2 separate regions of the Mus musculus genome follow, and region 2 is linked to region 1. The links are chromatin contacts, called in public Hi-C maps. All regions are on one chromosome and are shown on one strand. Each heading gives the region's core, a stretch centred on a gene start, on an enhancer-like site or on the middle of the called end of the contact. The rest is flanking DNA. Distances are from core to core; before and after follow the strand shown.

The links. Hi-C and Micro-C count contacts between places; a contact is called where the count stands out from the background.
Region 2: a Hi-C map of muscle stem cells shows a contact between it and region 1, with 20 times the contacts expected there. The contact joins the promoter of Nphp3 here to the promoter of Ppp2r3a in region 1.

The regions. Positions count from the first base shown.
Region 1 is chr9:101,250,170-101,254,098 of GRCm38.p6, forward strand. Ppp2r3a (protein phosphatase 2, regulatory subunit B'', alpha) reads right to left here and starts at 1,663. Exons shown (of 14, transcript NM_001161362.3): 1 at 1,493-1,663.
Region 2 is chr9:104,001,095-104,005,094 of GRCm38.p6, forward strand. It overlaps Nphp3 (nephronophthisis 3 (adolescent)), which reads left to right and starts at 1,450. Exons shown (of 27, transcript NM_028721.3): 1 at 1,450-2,067; 2 at 3,620-3,745. The coding sequence starts at 1,687. It overlaps Gm33054 (predicted gene, 33054), which reads right to left and starts at 1,265. Exons shown (of 2, transcript NR_168653.1): 1 at 1,208-1,265; 2 at 666-940.

The sequences.
Region 1 (3,929 bases), core at 413-2,912:
GAATGTTAAAGCATTAGCTGCCTACTATTCAGGTTGTTGGTGTTTAAAGCTATCATTGAATCCAACCACATGGGCCTTGGGATAGACTTTTCCAGTGTGTGTGTGTGTGTGTGTGTGTGTGTGTGTGTGTGTATAAACAAAACAAAAATCAAACAAACAAACCCCCAAAGAACCGCAAAACTTTGTATTCCTGACCTGAGCTTTCCAGGCTGTGTAAAAGATCCATTTTTCCCCTCTCACGAGTATCTCATGCCATAAGTTTTGTCAGAAGTGGTGAGACAGCCTTTTGAATGCAATAAACGTGAATAAATTGCATGCAAATCAGGAGCCGTCTACAGATTTTTAAGAACGCTTTCAGTAATCGTCATGGAGACCAGTGAAAGAAACTGAGATAATTTTTAACGATGCCAAGGAAAGCCCTGTGTTTACTACAACACGAGCCTGCTGCCTGCTTAGCTGGACGCCCATGCTCTGACCTAGTATGGCAATTCTTAGGGTCCCTGTGCTTGATGCTCTGTTTACAAGAAACTGAGGCCAGACACTAAGGAAGAACAAAGAAAAATGCCTGGCACCAAAGAGGCGGGGGACGTTTTGTACATAACTGAAGATCCGTGGAGGAACTCTTTTCCAATTTTGAAAGGCACTACAAATCATCCTCTCCGCTTACGTGTTCAAGCATTTATTCTATGTTCTTAAACTATTTTCTACAAAGAAAATACCTTATAATTTACAAACAGCAATTTGTCCTCCCCCCTCTGCATCTGCAGACCATCAAGCGGGATAAAATTTCCCTAGGCTTTATCAGAGTGGGAGGAATGGAAATAATGTGAGCACAACACAGTTCCGATGCAACATCAACTCCAAGCCGGGCCAGCTGGTTTCCATCGAGCGGTCCCCAAGGAGAACGCCCCTCAAGCCTGCAGCCCGGCCGGCGCGACCGTGGGACCGGCTGAGGTGCTCGCAGCTCAGCCACTCGGTCGCCCGATACCTTTGTTTCAGGTGCCCCTGTGCCCAGAGTGGCTGGGATCCCGCCCGCAGCCCCGAACTGGTGACACATCCTTCTTTGGCCAAGTCGGGCCGAGGCCGGGCAGGGGGCGGGGAAGGAAAATAAAGCCTCAGCGCCTAACGACGTGACTCTCAGTTCTTCCAGAACCTTGGCATTTGCTGCCCTGCCAAGCTTTCCTGTTAACGAGTTCCCGGCCCGGGCGTCCCGCGAGGTGGGAGGCGCCGGCCATCCGGCCCCCTGGCCTCCTCCGCGGAGCTCCCGGGCCACCGTTCTCCACGGCCGCCAGCCCCGGGAGTCCTCTGGCGTGGCGTGCCTGCGCTCCACCAGGAGTCCCTTCACCGCGCGCGGCCCCTGCGGCCAGGCCAGACCCCGCCCCCGGCCCCGCCCGCCCCGGTCTCTGTGCGCCGCCCCTCGGCCTCGCCAGCCCGTGGAGGGCCGGGGGCTCCCAAGGAGAACCGGCCTAAGGCCCCGCGTCTGTGCGCCTACCTCAGTGCCCGCTGCTCCTCCTCCCGCGGCTGCCTCGGCTCGCAGGCGACGCGCACACGCCACCCCGGCTTCCCGCAGCGCGGGGTCTGGGCCGCTTACGCCGCGCGTGAGGAGCCGAGGCCTGAGCGCGCCCCGCCCAGCCGCCCAGCAGCTTAGCTGCCCGCCAGCGCCACAGCCCCGCCCACTAGCGCCACAGGCCCGCCCACCAGACACGCCCCCTCGGCCCCGGCCCCGCCCACCTGGCCGTGCTGGGTTCCTCCCACTCTCCTTCCTCCGAAAGGGGGCCCTGAGGGGCACTGCGAGAGCCGTCGCCTCGGCCGCCGCTGTGATTTACTTAGTGTAATGGAGAAGGCTATTCGCACTATTTGGGGACTGAATTTCATGTTAAGAGTATACACTTTATGATGGCCGTCATTATTTTTATTACCCTTCTTACTGTCCTCTTCGATAACTGTCCTGCTCTTCCGGGAGGCTATCCCATCTGACTACAGTCTACACTCTTACTGTGGCCCACACCAGCATGCTCCTATTCGCTCAACCCAAGTTGTGTGAATTTTGAACGAAGAGTTTATTTATTTATTTATTTTAAGCGAATTGTTAACAGAATAAAAATTGTTAAATAAACAAAGCTATGTAAAACAAATGCACAACTTAATGGAGTGTTCTGAAACATTTGCAATTTTGATTTCTTAAGCTTTGACCCTAGCTAAAATAATAAGCGAGGTTTGCTTTTACTAAAAGTGGGAAATAAATGGGCTGACTGGGCTAGGGATGTAACCCCGTTGGTATAGTAAACGAGGATAAAACCACATAAACTGGGAGAGGTAATGTATGTCTGCAAAGCTCTGCAGAGGTGGAGGAGGCTAGATAGAGAACAAGAAGTTCCAAGTGTTTGAACTTTGGTGACATTGCTGCTACTTTGAGGCCAACCTGGGCTACATGAGTACCACAGCTAAACAATAAAAATAATGCAGTTCAATTCTAAATTAAAAAGTCAATCAATCATTATGTAAGCACATAGGTAAAACAAGCAAGCCAGTCAGGGGAAGGAACAGTACGTGACATTTGGTCACGTAGAGGTGAAGAACCAGATGTAGATAAGACTTTAAAGAGCCAGGCATTAGGCAAACTGTGAGAACAGGCTCTGCGTACGTGTTTTATCTCTTCCTTTCTGTCAACATTTCTTAGCAAAACAACAGTTGCTTACAGAGTGCCTTATGTGTACATGTGAAATCATATGTGATGTGTACATACATTTAGGTATAGATGGTGCATACAAAATGTATACAATTTCACATTCTGTAGCTATGTGTAAGGTTGATTATAAGAAATATATTTTTATTTTTAAAAGAAAAATGTATATAAAATTGCCTCAAACAGGCTCTACATCCTGAGTCATTTCACCAAGTTAATCTTTTTAATAGCTAGAATGTGGTCTTCGTTGTCTTGAAAGAAGAAAAACCATCACACACCCAACTTTATACTTTCCTATTTTAAAAGTCCTTCACCATACCGCGTTGAATATCTTCTTTTGTGTCAGAACAATCCTGTGAAGAAGGAAGGGCAAGACACAAAGAAGTGACAAAGGTCACAGAACAGTTTTTGATGGTAAGGACAGGAAGTACACAGAGAATCACAGAACTTCAACACCTTACCCCCTGCCTTTACCTTTGGACTCCTGTGGGGCCTTTGCCCTCCATTTACTTACACAGTCCACTGGAATGAAAAGGACATAATCCCTCCTGGGTGTGGAGGAGCATGCCTGCAATTCTAGAAGATTAGAAGTTCAAGGCTGGCTACGGGTCATAACAAGTCAGCTAGCCTGGGCTGCATGAGAATCTGTCTCAATAAGTAGGAAGTAAATAAATAAAACCCCTGTTCCAGAAAAGGACACAATTTCATGCCTGGAAATTTGATTCAATACAATAGAACCATCCTCTATCTTAGTGAATTACCAACTTATCACAGTTATTGAACTCCAGTCTCTAAGGAAGGTGTTATGGATAGAATGTACAGTCTTTGTGCATAGTCAAGAAATAAAGAAATATTTGAGAATAAATGAGAAATTTGTTATCATAATAGAGGAATAGTCTTGAACAGAGTTCTTTTGTGGTAGGGAGAGAAAATGGTATACATTTTCTCAGGGAAGGGGACATCTGAACAACTTTATGATGAAAAAATATACAGCAAGAATAATGTCAAATATCGTATGGTTTTGTTGCAAACATACAGAGTAAAAAATTCAGAAATAGAAAGAACAAGAAATGTTGTGCACTTTCACTCAAATTTAACAATTATTACTCTTTGGCTAATTTGTTCCATCTGTATGTTTTCTTTGCTTCTCTGGGTTATTTTGAAGAAACTCATATTCAGAGTATTATTTCACCTGTAAATATTTCACTCTGCATCATTAACTGGTAAGACCTACTTTAAAATA
Region 2 (4,000 bases), core at 200-2,699, 2.8 Mb after region 1:
TTGCTGGGAATGCTGCACAGAGCAACCTTGCACTGATTCCCCTGCCTTGCCCCAGGTACCTACCCAGCATTCTCTGGTAGACATCTTGCTTGCTTATCTACATCTCAGAGTTGGCTTTCCAAGAATCCTAGGGATGCCTGTGGATGGAGTGAGCCACCAAAGACTATCTTAGGTCAGCCCAAGGAGGCTCTGCATGGACTGATGCTTAAAATGCTACCAGATTTCTTACAGCTGGGGATGGAGTAAGCAAGCACTGGAATAAGATTATATCCCCCTTGGGTAATGAGGCTCCCGGTAATGAGGATGATGGCAGAGAGAGTGGCTGGCATTCGGAGACTGCCTAAGAAAAGGGCAAGTATAAAGATTACCAGCACCCAGCTCACAACAGTGTTGAGTCAAAGCCACTGCTCACTTTTCTGTCCCCTCTAACCTGGGGTACCAATCTGGGATGGGCAGGAAGATAAGTTAGCAGACCAAGGACAACTTGGAACAGTAGCACGCGTTCCCTTCCTGCAAACCCTGTACTTAACAATTTTCTTCCGTCTAGAATAGGGTCCCTGGCATCCTTATCGCCAGGCGTTATAAAACCTGAGCTTATCAAGGATGGGGGTGGGGGGAGAGAAGGGTCGCGGGGGTGGGGGGGTTCAAGTGGTGATGCTTCGAAGTTCTTTCCTGGCTGGCATTATTTATTACATGTTTCCTGAGAGACACACTAGGCACTGAACTGCCTCCAGAAAAGAGCCCTTTAGTCAGGACCACAGAAACAGTTGCGGCAGAGCGGGGGCAGATGGGTATGTGATCTAGTTCTTGCTCACTGAGACAAAGTTCACGCAGAGGGAGCAGAGCTTGTAGGTTTGGGCCTAGTCTGGAACCTTCCCTTCTGGATGTCCGGATCTCCTGGTACCGCCCAGCTTGCCCAGCTCAGTCCTGCCGCCTGCTCCTGCAAAGCAAGTTCTCAGGGCCGCCAGCTCCGTGATACCCATTCCTCTCCTCCCGAGTCTCATTTCTCTCAACCCTCCCTTGTCCAGCTCCTCTACTGGTCTCATTCAGAAGAGCACGCCCCCGCGTGTCTGGTCACGCCCCCAAAGCCTGGCTCCGCCCCACAGGACTCCTGGCCACTCCCCCTCTCGTTGTCCAGCCAGGACCACCTCTCCGACTCTCTGACTGGTTTTCTCTTTCTTCTGCTGCTGCCTTACGCCCCACTTACCGGGCTACGACCCTAAAATCTGGCCCGACACTCTCTCTGGGCACTGCTCTTCTCAACTGACCACACCTCCTCTCGCTGCTACGTCCCACCCCTCTCTGTTAGCCTTAACATCCCCAGCTTGCTCGGCCACGCCCCGAAAGTATGGCTCCGCCCCTTCTCAAGACGGCCACTCTTCTTCAACACCACGCCCCTCTAGTTGCCACGTTACGCCCTTCTCCCCAATCACCAGGCCCGGCTCACTTACTGCTCCGCTCTTCCCTCCAAACTCCGCCCTCTCCTCTACAGCACCTCGCCCCACCATCTAGGCCCCGCCCTTAAGGCCTGGCCACGCCCCGGCCACCTCCCTGCTCCTGGCCACGCTCCTCTCTGATTTTGGTTTCTCCCTGCGGCGCTCCGCCCCGCTTGACAGGCCCCGCCCTCCTGGTCCCGCCTCCTCCTGGCACCCAGCCGACTCTCAGCCTCAGCCGGCCGCGGGCATCATGGGCACAGCCTCGTCGCTGGTGAGTCCCACTGGCGGGGAGGTGATCGAGGACACGTACGGGGCAGGCGGCGGCGAGGCCTGCGAGATCCCGGTGGAAGTGAAACCCAAGGCCCGCCTGCTGCGCAGCTCGTTCCGCAGGGGCGCGGGAGCCGGGCCCGGGTCGCTGCCTCGCGCGGCAGGGGGCGGCGGGCTGCTGGGCGCCAGCTTCAAGTCCACCGGCTCGTCTGTGCCCGAGCTAGAGTATGCGGCGGCCGAGTTCGAGCGGCTCAAGAAAGAGTATGAGATCTTCCGGGTCAGCAAGAACCAGGAGTTGCTGTCCATGGGCCGCCGAGAGGCCAAGCTGGACACGGAGAACAAGCGGCTGCGGGCGGAGCTGCAGGTAACGCGGGACCGAGAGCGTCGCAAGCGGGAGGCTCTGAGGAAACTGAGACCCGAGCGCACCGCTCAGCCGCTTGGTGGCACCACCATCCTACCCCAGCTACAAACCAAGTTGTTTTCTAAATTGTGCAAAAGCTGCTCCTCCTTTATGTGGAATCATTATTTGAGTGTAAACTAATTTCTTATCAGCATCTTCCCCTGCCCCTTTCAATTTACGGTTCATTCATTAAGACACGTTGAATCAACCCAAGTCCTGAAGTCGAAAAATTTCTCAGAGCAACTACACACAAACTCCTCCCGGTTTTAGGTATCTCCAAAATGGAGTTCTTGGGTTAGTTTTCTTCGCGAAGTTCGGCAGATTCTGGGGTTTAATGATACGATAGGAATTTTTCTGGAAACCTCCTGATTTTATGGTTTTTAACTGTTGTGATTAAAAGTCTTCCCTGAGAGTACTCAAACTCTCTTAGTCCATTTAGTTAATGGACTAAACAGTTACTGCAATGCTATTGTAGGCCTTATAACAGATCGCCTTTGATTCATTCGGATACTAGGTAAAGCAGAACTTCTCGGAGTAAAAATATGGGACTATATGCCGTGGGTTCGGAGCCTCTCTGGTGGTCATTTGTTTATACCTTTCTTTTCTGTGAGAGGGATCTCTGACAGCCCAAGAGCTCCCGGCACATCAGAACTTAAATAAACATCACAGATTTTTTTGTAAAAGAAGGCTCCTTCCTTCTAGTAGGGCATCATTCCCATAAGCTATGAAGCCCTTCAGAATCTGCTGGGCTATTAGCATATTATCTGGGAAGCTGTTCTCACCCTCAGCTCCCTGCTCGCCTCACTTTCTACTGGGAGACCAATGTGCTTGCCCTTATAAAGTGGACTTGCGTGTCCCTCGTGTATGATGTCATGTATGTGCACCACTGCCCACTAAGAACCATGTGAATTGCAGGGAGAAGGGGTTAGCAGGATAAAGAGGCCAGTGCAGGGAGGACTGACAGACAGATGTCACAGATCACAGATCAGCAGTTCCAATTCCCTGTGAAACCTGTTGTTCCTTTCTTACCTGCATCATCGTGAGAAAACTCCCTCACATTTATTTCATTCAGCCATGTTGACATTTACTGGAGGCCTCTGATGGATCCAGACGGTGAATGGCTCAGGAGAAGAGTAAAATGATTAATATATAATGCCAAGGAGCACAGGAACCTTCATACGTACTATTCTTCAAGCTAAACCTTACAAATTGCGTGTCTTATTCTCTTAAAAACCCAAAGCATAGAAAAATCCTAGTGCTGGTGCAGTATTTCAAAGAAAAAGCATTAATTTCCGTTGAGAGCTCATTGCTGAAGAACCTGTTTACTAGGATTCAAAAATGTTTGCATTTTTTTCTATCTTGCTTGAAATCGTTGACACCATAGAAGTGCCTGGTAATTGATAAGAGAGTGAGTAGAGAGAGTAGAGATCCCAACATACGTAAACATGTATGTAAAAATGTAAAATGTGAACGAAAGGCCGTTTTTGTTAGGTGATAACAAGGTGAATCATTGCAGGCACTTCAGAAAACTTACCAGAAGATACTTCGGGAAAAAGAGGGTGCGTTAGAAGCAAAATACCAAGCCATGGAGAGAGCGGTCACATTTGAACATGACAGAGACAGGGTTAAAAGGCAATTCAAGGTAAATTCTTGATATTTCTTCCCATCCCCACCCTCCCCTAAGTGACATAGACTAAAAGCTAGTTTTCAAAAGTGTTTAGAGCCAAGTGTGGTGGCATATACCTTTACGCCCAGGACTCTGGATGCAGAGACAGACAGATCTCTGTGAGTTTGAGGCCAGCCTGGTCTAAAGAGTGAGGTCCAGAACAGCCCAAACTTCATAATGAGACCCTGTCTTGATTTAAAAAACAAAAAAAAAAAACAGCAACCAAAAAAA